Linked DNA regions of Zea mays: all the other regions are linked to region 3. The links are chromatin contacts, called in public Hi-C maps. All regions are on one chromosome and are shown on one strand. Each heading gives the region's core, a stretch centred on a gene start, on an enhancer-like site or on the middle of the called end of the contact. The rest is flanking DNA. Distances are from core to core; before and after follow the strand shown.

Region 1 (3,919 bases), core at 881-3,380, 700 kb after region 3:
GACCGACTTATAAAAGCAATGCTCAGCTTCAGCCTTTATTACATTAATTTGCCTTACACTTCACATGAACTCCCACCTTTGGTGTGTTCATGCACATTATTCCCTACAACTTGTTGAGCGATGAACATGTGTGAGCTCAATCTTGCTGTCTCACACCCCCACAGGAGAAGAACAGATTGTCGAAGAGAAGTCGCCTAACACTGAGGCTTTCGACTTGATTTAGGTGGCGTCTCCTAGTCAGCTTTGTGGCGCCAGGAAATAATATATAGTTCGCTTTATTTTATCATTTATTTTTGTAATACTTCCGCTATGTAATAAGTACATTTATGATATTTATGACATTTATCTCTATGCACTCTGTTATTATATGTGTTGTTTTCTCTGGCGCATATATGAGATGCACCCGGCTTTGTTCCTTAAAGTCCGGGTGTTACAGTCGACGACAAGATCGCGAGCAGTAGCGTGAGGACGATTCCCAAAAATCTTATTCGCCCTCTCCCGGTGCAGGATCTCGAAGGTGAAGGGTTTCAGAGACATGCTCTCCCGAACGCAGATGCACGTCGACGGTCGGGATGAAGAGAACTACAAAGGCGACGTAGTTGTGAGTAGAGGCGAAAATTGGGATGGGTTTGACGCTGGCTGCCAGGCATAGGGCCGAGTCCGCGAACCAATAACTAAACTTAACAGCCAAGCAACCAAGAGAGCCGCACCCCCGTAAGGCGAGGGGCTGGATTTCGACGGACCATTCACGCGCATGTCGTGCGCCCGCGTCCCGCCCCCGCCAGAAGAGCGAGAGCGCGCACATGTGGTTCTCCACACTCTCTTCTCTCATCCATGACTTGGTGAGTGAGTGTAGCCTCCATATTTAAACTAGTTCCACTCCACTTGTACTAGCAATATGCTACTAATTGTTTCATCATTTTCTAGTCATACCTATACATGGGCTTTTAAGATTTTTCTATGATTTAATTGAATTTGTCAATTGGGTCTAGCCTATAAATCCAACACTGAGAACACGACTTGATAGTTGTTTCATTAAAAATAATAGAATCACACGACTCTAACTACGATAGAGTCCTCGTACGCAGATTTTAGAAGCCACCAAGACAGTGGTAGAGAAAACTCAAATTAATGACGCAAATGTCAACGTGGTGACGGGAGGCAAGGTGCTAGTCAAACGTCTCCAGAGAGAAGCCGGAAGGTTACAGAATGTGCTCAAGTTTCCTGGATCAGCCGGCCTCTTGCAGTTGCAGCACTCATTCATGCTGAGGCTTTTGAGAGAGAAGAAGATGAGCTGACCAAACCGGTGCTGTTCTCTCAGAGGATTCTCTCTATCTCTCAAGATTTGACTTGATTTCTGATCTGAAGACTTTGCCTAACTCGGAATGATCTTGTGTTTAGGAATATATATGAATATCTCCGTCGGGGTTGGAAGTTTAATGAATAATTGAAGTCATGTATTGCATATGGTGCTGATTGAAGTCAAGGCTAATCATACCCTTGTGCAGGCTAGGAGTTGGTCTGATGATTTAGAATCTGTTTGGTTGACTTTAATTCGTACCGTTAGGGCTACTTTGGGAACTCCATTTTTCTCATTGAATTTCTATTTTTCCAAGGAACAATAACTATTTTTTCTTAGAAAAATTGAAAATTTCTTGGAAAAATATGGTTCCTAAATTAGCCCTTAGTGTTTTTATATGGATAGCTGTAGTAGGTCAAACAGCCGTCAGGTTTGTTTGTTGGACCCCGAAAGTTTAGACATGTTTGTAAGTTTTTGCATTTTATTCGACTGGTAAAGGTTAATCTGTTCTGTACACGTAAAAGAACTGCAGAAAGACCATTTAGCAGTAGGCTGGGGCAGACTATATGAATGTATAATATATCGTTAATATTAATTAGTTTAAAAATATTGTAATCATGACCATCTTATTTAAATTTGCTCAGTAATTACGACTCAAGTAAAGTAATTAAGGTACAACTTATCTTAAGCGAGAAAATCACAACAAACATTCGGTAATTACGACCCGTGGTTTCAAAAAGTCCGGGTGGAGGCTGCCCACCGGAGTCCGGAGCCGCGGATTGACGAGGATTCCATTCAATCACCTGTACAGAGCGCCATCGCCACGTCGACATCAAAACCCATCCACCTCCCTTCTTCCTCTCCAGTCTCCACGACAACAACCCCACCCATCTCCTCCTTCACGAACCTTCTAGAACCCCGTCCAGAACCCTACCCAACCATGGCGGCCTCCCTCCTCTCCCGCGCCGCCGCTGCCGCCGCGGCGCTGCGCGGCGCGGCCCGGCCGAACCACCTCCTCGCTCGGGCCTCCCTCCCCAAGGAAACCCTCCTTCCTCCCCTACTACTACTCATCATCATCATCACCGCCGCTACGCCCCTCGCGGTCGTAAACCCCCGCCGCTTTGCCGCCGCCTCGATCCTCCTCAATCTGATGTGGTCCTCGGTTCTCGCGCGTGCAGGGTCGGGTCGGGTGGGCGGCGCGCGCGGCGGAGGGCGCCGGTGGGCCCCGGTGCGGCCCGTCGCCACTGCTGGGCGCGTTCGGGATCGCGGCGCGGTGCAACGCCACGTCGTCTTCGTCCGCGGTGTCCGAGGCCACCGGCGTCCACACAGTGCCCCCGACGGAGCCCGTGGTGTCGGCCGAGTGGCTCCACGCCAACCTCAAGGACCCCGACGTCAAGGTGCGTGTAGCTCTCTCTCAGTAGTAGTCAGTGCTGGACTGGGGCGATCTCTGCCTGGTCTGTGAATTATTACTTGCACAACGCGTGACTTGCAATTTGACAAGTCAAACACAGTATTAGTAGCTATTGATTGCCATCTTAGTAACGACCTCTATGGTTAGAGTTAGACTTATCTGACATAATCTATCGGAGTCTTGTCATTAGATGGACCTAAGCTGTCTAAGAAGAAAATAGGCACCTTAATTTCGAATAAGTGGTTAATGTGCTTCTACTACAGTTCAACCGGAAAGCTGGGGCTTTCACTTACTTTTTAATCTTCACAATCAGCGCTGCTCAGAATATTTAGGCTTGTTTGACACTGTGGTATAGACTTACCATGATCAGTAATAAAACGATAAAACGTACATTCGCAAATTTAACTACAACGATGGGATTTAGTTACCAGTTACGCCTCGTTCTGTCAAATGTGTCTTTCTTCTGATCCACCATTTGTTAACCTTACACTTCTGTCTAGGTACTTGATGCCTCTTGGTATATGCCTGCAGAACAAAGGAATCCATTACAAGAGTACCAGGTATTCATTCAGCTTGTTTTTGCAGCTAGGATTTGTGGATTCTTATGCTAACTAGTATGCCATTGACTTGCATTTCTCTGATGATTTTGTACACATTTTTATTGATCTAATTATTTTTTTGGTGAATCAAATCCCGGTGCATCTAAACTTCCAAGTTATTTCCTCAGTGTGTCACTCACTACAGGGGAATGCTTATCAGTAGGCACATCATACCTAAACTGCTACATTAGGATATGATATAATTATCAGGTGTACCAACCCTAGTATATACTAGCAACTGTACCTAACCTGTCCATTATGGGAAATGATAGGTCCATAACTGAAAGTATAATGTGGATGTTCTAATGATTCAATCTTGTTTCTAGGTGGCCCATATCCCTGGTGCTTTGTTCTTTGATGTTGATGGAATATCCGACAGAACATCTAGTGTAAGTTCAGTTCTGTAGTTTGTACCCTTTATTGTTGCTGATCACAAAATCATAGACTGTTTATATACTATATGCAATTTTGGATCACACTACTGTTATTGTTGATTCTCTTCTAGTTATCAATTCATATTGTTAGTCCTTGATATAAAATTATAAATGAGTGTTAAGCACTTGAGTTGTTGCCTGAGTATACCAGACTAAATAGAGTTTTACAAGAACC
Region 2 (3,559 bases), core at 103-2,602, 620 kb after region 3:
GTCCTGGCTGATATGAAAAGAAGGCATCAAAACTGAAAGCAACAGTTAGCAGCACACTTAAGTTCTATGCAAGCCTCAAACAACACAAAAATCAGCAAAGTTAATAAAGCAAGCACCTTCATCAAAGAGAACACTTTGACTAGCTGCTCTTTCAACATGGCCGACATCTCAACATCTAGCCTTGCAGCATCAAACTGGTTCACCCTAGATATTGAAATCGGGATAATGACCTGCGTAAGAAAAAAAATGGCATTACATCCCAAATTAAGGGGGTGTTTGGTTCCTTTAGTCACCCTACTAAACTTTAGGGACTAAACTATAGTCCCTATAAATCCTATTTGGAAGAGCTATTTTACTCACCCTGTTTGCTATTTGCCTATTTTAGGGACTAAAAGTTCTAAAGTTTAGTAGTTGGGAACCAAACACCCCCTAAGTGCGCTAGGTGCCTGCAACTGCAAGCATCATGCTTGTTCTCAGGGCCTGCAACTGCAAGCATCATTGTCTTGCCTAGTTCTCGATTTGCCTAGACTTGAAGAAATCCTGGGTCCGCCACTGCCTGTTCTGACAGACAATCGCAAAACTTGTTTTACTTAAGAACCTCTAAGCCTTTTCATGTTAGTAAAATGAAGAACCAGGAGCCAGCAGCAACACCAGAATTAACAACCATCATAATTCACAACTAAATAATGCCTCCGAGTGCTTGAGACATTCCATACCTATCTACATAAGCAAAACCATACCCAGAACAGAAAATCTAGCGACAATTAGCAATAATCAAATTAGTTGACCTCGCCCTCGGGGAAACTAAAATCCCATATGCTTGCGAGGGATTTCGAGTCTCCATCTCCAGCACCTCACATCACGTAGAACTTAGAAATTATGTGGCATCTCAAAGCGCTACCATACAGCAGAACAAACCCTAGGATGGGAGAAAACAGGGGCATCTGTAGACTGTACCTTGGAGGAATCCCGCAGCGACTCCCACTGCGGGAGGCGACTGCCGAGCTCGACGAGCCATGCGTCCTGCGGCGGCGGCGCCTCCGAGGCAGTGGCCGACTCGACCTGGGGCATGGGGGGCAGGGGCGCATCCACTGTTTGGAGGGGTGAAATTGTAATTACTGGGTATAATATGCATGTAACGGTTGCGAATCGGAAAGTGTAGATTTAGATTTGGGGTGCCTCGGTTCCGCACAGGGAAGCGAAAGGAGTGGGGGCGTACCTGGTGGTCTGGTGGATGCTCGCCACCGGTGAAGGGGCCGGCCGACGAAGACCCGCGCCGCTCACCCAGCCTGCGGCTGCGTTGCTCTGGTTTTTTCTTTTTCCCTTTTTTACACGGCCTTTTTTTTTGTGGGGTTGGGTGCGGGGTGGGGGGGTGCATGTTGTCTGCCTCAAAAAAAACTGTTGAAAAAAGGGAATCTGTTGAGGGCATAAGGGAATCTGTTTGAGAACTATATTTTTTTCCAAGTGATTTCTATTTTTTTAAAATATAAACTAATTTTTTTGGAAAAATAGAATTTCGTTGAGAAAATAGATTTTCTAAATTAGCCCTGATAAGATTATCCAATAAGACCATGGGCACGAAATATAATGAGACATATGGTATTCTAATTTATCTATCATGTATGTTTACAAATTCTTCAACAAAGAAGACATTCCTTGGGCATCTCTCACGTGGGGAAGCTATTATGGCCCTGTTTGGTACAGCTGCTGCTTGTTGAAAAAGCAGCTTATCTGATAAGCTGGTAAAAAGCAGCTTCTGCTTATTGCTTTTAGTTCATTTGGAGAAGCAGCTGAACTGATAAGCTGCTGCAGAAGCTATCTGTTTGGCAGAACTTCGGCTTAAATTTGTGAATAAGCTGAAAATAAGTTGTGCCAAACAGGGCCTATAGCACAAGTAAATTCCCAACCCAGTCTTAACAGAATCTTGGCCCTGTTCGGCACCATAGGAATTTTATGGGGCTGTATTTTTTTCATATATGGTTTGGATGAATCAAGCTTTCCACCCAATCCATTGAGGAATTCAATCCCTAAACTCAATCAACAAATATTTGTTCGTTTATTCCATAATAATCTGAAAACTGAAAACTGAATAACACTATCTAAAAACTGAAAACTGAATAACGCTATCTCAAAACTGAAAACTGAATAAACCCAATCAACAAACAAGCTGAAAACTGCAGTCTGAATAACGCTATCTTTTTTTGACAAAGTAGAGACGAGCACATGTCTGCACAATCTTAAACAACTGAAGAAACAAGTTGAAAACTGCACAGTCTGCACAAGTCGAAGAAACAGTCTCTACATGCACATGCAAGCTTCAGACCACACACACTACAAGCTAAGCCTTATTGACTGAAACTGAATAAACTGAATAAACAGCCTGCATAGACTGAAGATGTGACTTTACTTTCTCTTTCTCTAGAAATATTGATAATATCTTTATCCTTGGACCCTGGAACACCATGAGACAAATATGTACTACTTATTAAGAAGGTAAGAGTAGTCTGCCTCCCTTACGTTCTGCCGTTCTGCCGATCCTCAATCTCCACCGTCCATCCCACATCGTTGTTTTGCGTGCGTCGCCCGTCAGCCGTCGTGCGTGCGTCGCCTCCCGTCTGCCCCTTCCCCGTCCACGCGAAGCTCCCTCTGCCCCCTCCCGTTCGCAGTTCTCCTCCGCACGCTGGCAACCGCTCCCTCCCTCCGCCTCCACCTCCGCCGTCGGGCGCACCCTCTCCCTCGCTCTGGACCTCCCCAAGACTCCGTTCCCACGCCTCGCTGGACCTGCCATCACCGCCGCCTTGTTGGGCACGAAACCCTAGCGGCGCTTGCCGCCCCTGGATACCGCATCCCGCTCCCTGGCGCCTCCGCCCGTGCCCTGCTCCAACCGACATTGTCTCCTCGCTGGGCCATGGCTCCCCTTCGGATCGACGGTTGCGCCACCTAGCCACGCCGTTGGATCGGTGGTGCAGCGCGCGGTGCAGGAGATGGTGGAGGACCCGCTCGGTTGCTGGCACACGCGCCGTCCTCAACTCCTCATGGACCTCGAGCCCGGCACCATGGACTCCGTGCGCTCGGGCCCCTTCGGCCAGATCTTCCGCCCCGACAATTTCGTCTTCCAGTCCGGCGCCGGCAACAACTGGGCCAAGGGCCACTACACCGAGGGCGCCGGCAACAACAGGAACCGCACCCGCCATCCGCGACCGTCAACCACCTACCTGCATCCTCTATCCGCCAGCGATGTCGGTGCCCCCACCGGCAACCGCCAGGTCCCTCCCCACCTCCTTCCTCTCGCCCTCCGTAGCCCCCTCCCTCCCTCGCTATCTCACTATTGCTTTTCCACTTCTATAGGTGTCCCTATGGGGGTCCAGCACGAAGGAGATCACATGTGACACGCTGCTGCAGAAGGTCTCCGAGGAGAACCAGCTCCACAGACACCTTTGTTGTGCCGCCGCGGCTGCCCTCTCCATCCAGGTACCTCCTACGTCACCATCCAACGCCCCCTTCTTCGCCCATCATGTCTAATGAGGTATGAAATCTGCTCGCTGCTCACGGCATGAAT
Region 3 (3,726 bases), core at 824-3,323:
CAAGTATGCTCCATCAGAAGAAAACTTGAGAAACCTCACACTGCTTGAGTGCCAATGCCATGTTGTGCAAGTGTCTGCATCATCATCCCCCCTAACACCATCCCTTCCGTCATCCTCTTTCGACTGTACACTACTTTCAGAGAACTTTGAGTTTCCAAAACATCTCCAAATCAGGATCCGCCCTGTTACATCACCACCAGCCACAGTTCTCTCAGTTGGATGGAATGCCAGAGTGGTCAAGTGTTTGGTGTGCCGGAGCTTTATCTTCCTTATCTTGTCAGGCTTGAAATCTTTTGTTGGTATGCGCCATATATGGAGCTTTCTTTTATTTGTAATGCCCAAGAATTCTCCAGAACTACTTGCAACGATCTTTTCTGGTTTACGTGTCTGTTTAGATCAGAGCAAATAGTTCATGGAAGCAAGGTTGTAACATTAAAAAACAGAAGTGACACATATTCAACATAATTCTGTACTTTATAATTGAAATTTGAAAACTTATTATATTCGATTCAAATACCAAGAGCATCAGCAAGCATAACCGTCAATATAAAGTACATTAAAGACCAAGATTTATTATGTGGAAATTGACAGATATTGAGTGACAAAGATTTATTATAAAGCTTCTCACCTCGGCCAGGAGGCCACCCACTTGGCGCCCCTTTGTCAGGTCATAAACTCTCATCTGCCCACACAGCGCTTTTGGTTCACTTGCCAGCTTACTCGTATCCTCCACAGAGATGAATGCAAAGGGGCTCGACACCTCAACTCCTTTTGAGGTCCTATATATGTCAGGAACCACCTGCACTCACGGAATCAAATCACAAGCACGCACATTGGCACATGTAATCTCGATTTTTCTCAGCTCAGAATACAAACTAATGATAACCAGAGCAACAGAAATCGAGGAGGCAGCAGGTTGAGCTTACCATGGAGTGGACGGGGAGCCCAACCTGGACCTTCCGCATCACCTCCGCGGCCAAGAAGTCCCAGTAGATGAGCACCCCGTCGAGCCCCGCCGTCCAGCAGTAGCTCGCAAGCTTGGCCGCCGCGGTCGCCTGCGCTGGCGGCGCCACCACCACCACGGCGGTGACGTCCCCCTCGTGCCCCTCCAGCTCCGACACCTGCGACACACCAAAACCCCCGACAACAGTCACAACCCGCACCTCAACAAATTTCCTTCATCGAAGACGGCGGCGCACGGGGCCGGGCTTACTAGCATGGCGGTGGCGGTGCTGAAGACGGAGACGGCGCGACCGGAGCAGACGAGGAGGAGGCGCCCGTCGGCCGAGAAGGCCGGCGGCGCCGAGACGTAGCTCTGGCCGCCGGTGATCATGGCGGTGACGGCGAGGAGGCGCTAGCCGCTAGGGTTTTGGGGTCCAAGTCCGAGTGGGAATGGAGTGGGGGAGGGAGACGGCGCTGGCTCGACAGAGTAGTAGGGTTTTGGGGCCTTGTTTGCCGAGGCGAACTGGCGAAGAGTGGCTCTGAACGGGTTAACGGGCCTAAACCCGCTTCGTATTTGGGCTGTAGGATAATGGACTGGGCCGAGCCGAGCTCCTTTGTCCCTGTCGATGAGGCCGGGCTGGATTAGGCCTTAGGGTAGCTTGCAAGAATGATGTCCAAGGCCAAGGCTCACAGTGTTATCCTTATCCTTATATCATACTTTAGATTAGATTTAGAATTTCTGATACAAATTTAATTTTCTAACTTTTTTTATCCGTCTGAGATGCTCTTACGTAGGGGTGGTAATGGATCGCGATCCAAATGGTTCTTCACAAAATAGTAGGGCCCTAAATAAATTTTAGTTCAAAAATAAATAGAAATAAGATCCGATCCTAATCCGATCCGATCCTTAAATCTTATAATATAAAATTAAGAGTCTTACGATTCGGTTTTTTATACGTAAACACGAAACACGCGCCCTCGCGCGTCTTTTGAAAGTTGCCACGCGAAACAGAAACAGGCAGCACGTCGTAATAATAATTGGGCATCCCAATCTTTCTTATTTTATCTCGGCCAACGTGGACGGCGCGTGATTTTCTCTTCTCTCGCAGTCGCAGCACGGCAGTCGGCAGCAGGCAGGCAGCCAGCCAGCAGCCAGCAGCTGCGAATCGAAGCGGAATCGAAGCCCACCACCAGCAGCAGTGCCCACTTGCTTGGAGCGCGAGTTTACCCCGAGCAAATCGCGGCGGCGCTCGTGCCCGTGCCTCCCGCGTCGAACCCTAGTGCAACTACCAGATCCGGAGATCCCGCGCGGGCGCGGGCGGGACACCAAGCTTCTGACTCAACTCAATCCCCGCACCTGCCAATGCCACCCCCTCGGCGCTGATCCGATCCCGCCGCCGCCGACACTCGCGGGCCCGCCCCATGGATTCCGCCCGGAGCTGGCTCCAGAAGCTGCAGCCGCGGGACAAGGACAGAGAGCGGGGCGCCAAGACGCCGGCGCCGGCGTCGCCCAACGGTGGCGCCGGCAACTCCGCGAGGATGGCCGCCGCGGCGGGGGAGGAGGCGCTGTCTAGCGCCACCAAGCAGAAGGTGGCGGCGGCGAAGCAGTACATCGAGAACCACTACAAGTCGCAGATGAAGTCGCTTCAGGAGCGCAAGGAGAGGTCAGTCCACTCCACTCCACTCCACTCCACTCCACTTTCCTTCCTGGTGTGATGGCAATGCGCGTGTGCCTGGGTGATTTGAGGGGGCTCAGTGCTGGCAAATCGCTATATTTATCAAGTGATGTAACTTTGAGCTGGGCAGTTGGCCTCGGTCTTCTAGTAATTGCTAAGTGATCATTCATCATTTACTATTATCAGCTTGTCTATGCCATTTTTAGGGGAGCCGGGTTCTGTAGGCCTATTAACATTTTATCTGTTTGCAAATACTTACAAAATTGCTAAGGGTCTGTTTGGTTCCAGGGACTAAAGATTAGTCCCTCCATTTTAGTCTCATTATTTTCTTTTGCAATGAGAAAACAGATTAACCCAACAAGGTGGAACATACCATACATAATTATCAACTTATATGGTCAAGAATGAGGATAAAATCTGCCCATAGAGAAGGGAATAAATTGTAACCAGTTGACTGCTGAAATTAGCCCCAACTTTATTTTAGTGCCCCCATTAGTCTGCATGAGCACTGTTAGCAGATACAGCTTCATATAGAATTATGGATTATGGAAGTAAGTACACCTTGCAGTCTGCTTCTGTACTTTGGTATGAATATAGATGTTCTATCTGTATTCGTATGGGTCTTAGCACCACACTCTTGCAGGGTCGATCGGTCGACTTATTTTCTTGACTATTCACATTTCTCTTTTGCCCATAAGTTACACTTGACAACTCTTCTTCTTTAGGACTTCTGTAGGCCTTATTAAACTGCTGCTGTATATTGTTTTTGGGATCATGCTTCTGCTATACATTGTTGAGTTCTGGCTAAGTTTGCTGCAACCCATGTTGATATCAACCAATATTCTAGGCGTTGGATGTTGGAGAGGAAACTAGCAGATGCAGATGTATCTGAAGAAGAGCAAAACAATATCCTGAAAGATTTAGAAAAAAAGGAGACAGAATACATGCGCCTACGAAGGCATAAAATGGGCGTTGATGACTTTGAATTGCTTACCATTATTGGGAGAGGTGCATTTGGGGAGGTAACAAATATTTGAGTCATCCTCTTTGATACAATATATAGTTGGGTGTTCGTGTTCTGTAATGAACAACAGTTTACTCAATACTT

What was found. Hi-C and Micro-C count contacts between places; a contact is called where the count stands out from the background.
Region 1: a Hi-C map of ear shows a contact between it and region 3, with 2.5 times the contacts expected there. The contact joins the promoter of LOC100275494 here to the promoter of LOC100381537 in region 3. A contact is called at or near these places in 2 of 25 Hi-C or Micro-C datasets (ear and leaf mesophyll).
Region 2: a contact with region 3 is called in a Hi-C map of endosperm, with 3 times the contacts expected there. The contact joins the promoter of LOC100193229 here to the promoter of LOC100381537 in region 3. A contact is called at or near these places in 2 of 25 Hi-C or Micro-C datasets (endosperm and tassel) and 1 of 3 datasets of contacts at active chromatin or transcription factors (leaf).

The regions. Positions count from the first base shown.
Region 1 is chr1:176,183,010-176,186,928 of Zm-B73-REFERENCE-NAM-5.0, reverse strand. It overlaps LOC100275494, which reads left to right and starts at 2,130. Exons shown (of 12, transcript NM_001360671.1): 1 at 2,130-2,402; 2 at 2,479-2,697; 3 at 3,212-3,271; 4 at 3,637-3,699. The coding sequence starts at 2,241.
Region 2 is chr1:176,257,823-176,261,381 of Zm-B73-REFERENCE-NAM-5.0, reverse strand. It overlaps LOC100193229 (peroxisome assembly factor 1), which reads right to left and starts at 1,352. Exons shown (of 9, transcript NM_001371637.1): 1 at 1,220-1,352; 2 at 958-1,091; 3 at 117-230; 4 at 1-7. The coding sequence starts at 1,071.
Region 3 is chr1:176,878,593-176,882,318 of Zm-B73-REFERENCE-NAM-5.0, reverse strand. It overlaps LOC100381537 (putative AGC protein kinase family protein), which reads left to right and starts at 2,073. Exons shown (of 14, transcript NM_001174366.1): 1 at 2,073-2,606; 2 at 3,466-3,640. The coding sequence starts at 2,365. It overlaps LOC100383022 (Transducin/WD40 repeat-like superfamily protein), which reads right to left and starts at 1,387. Exons shown (of 16, transcript NM_001329466.1): 1 at 1,214-1,387; 2 at 927-1,121; 3 at 629-799; 4 at 1-387. The coding sequence starts at 1,333.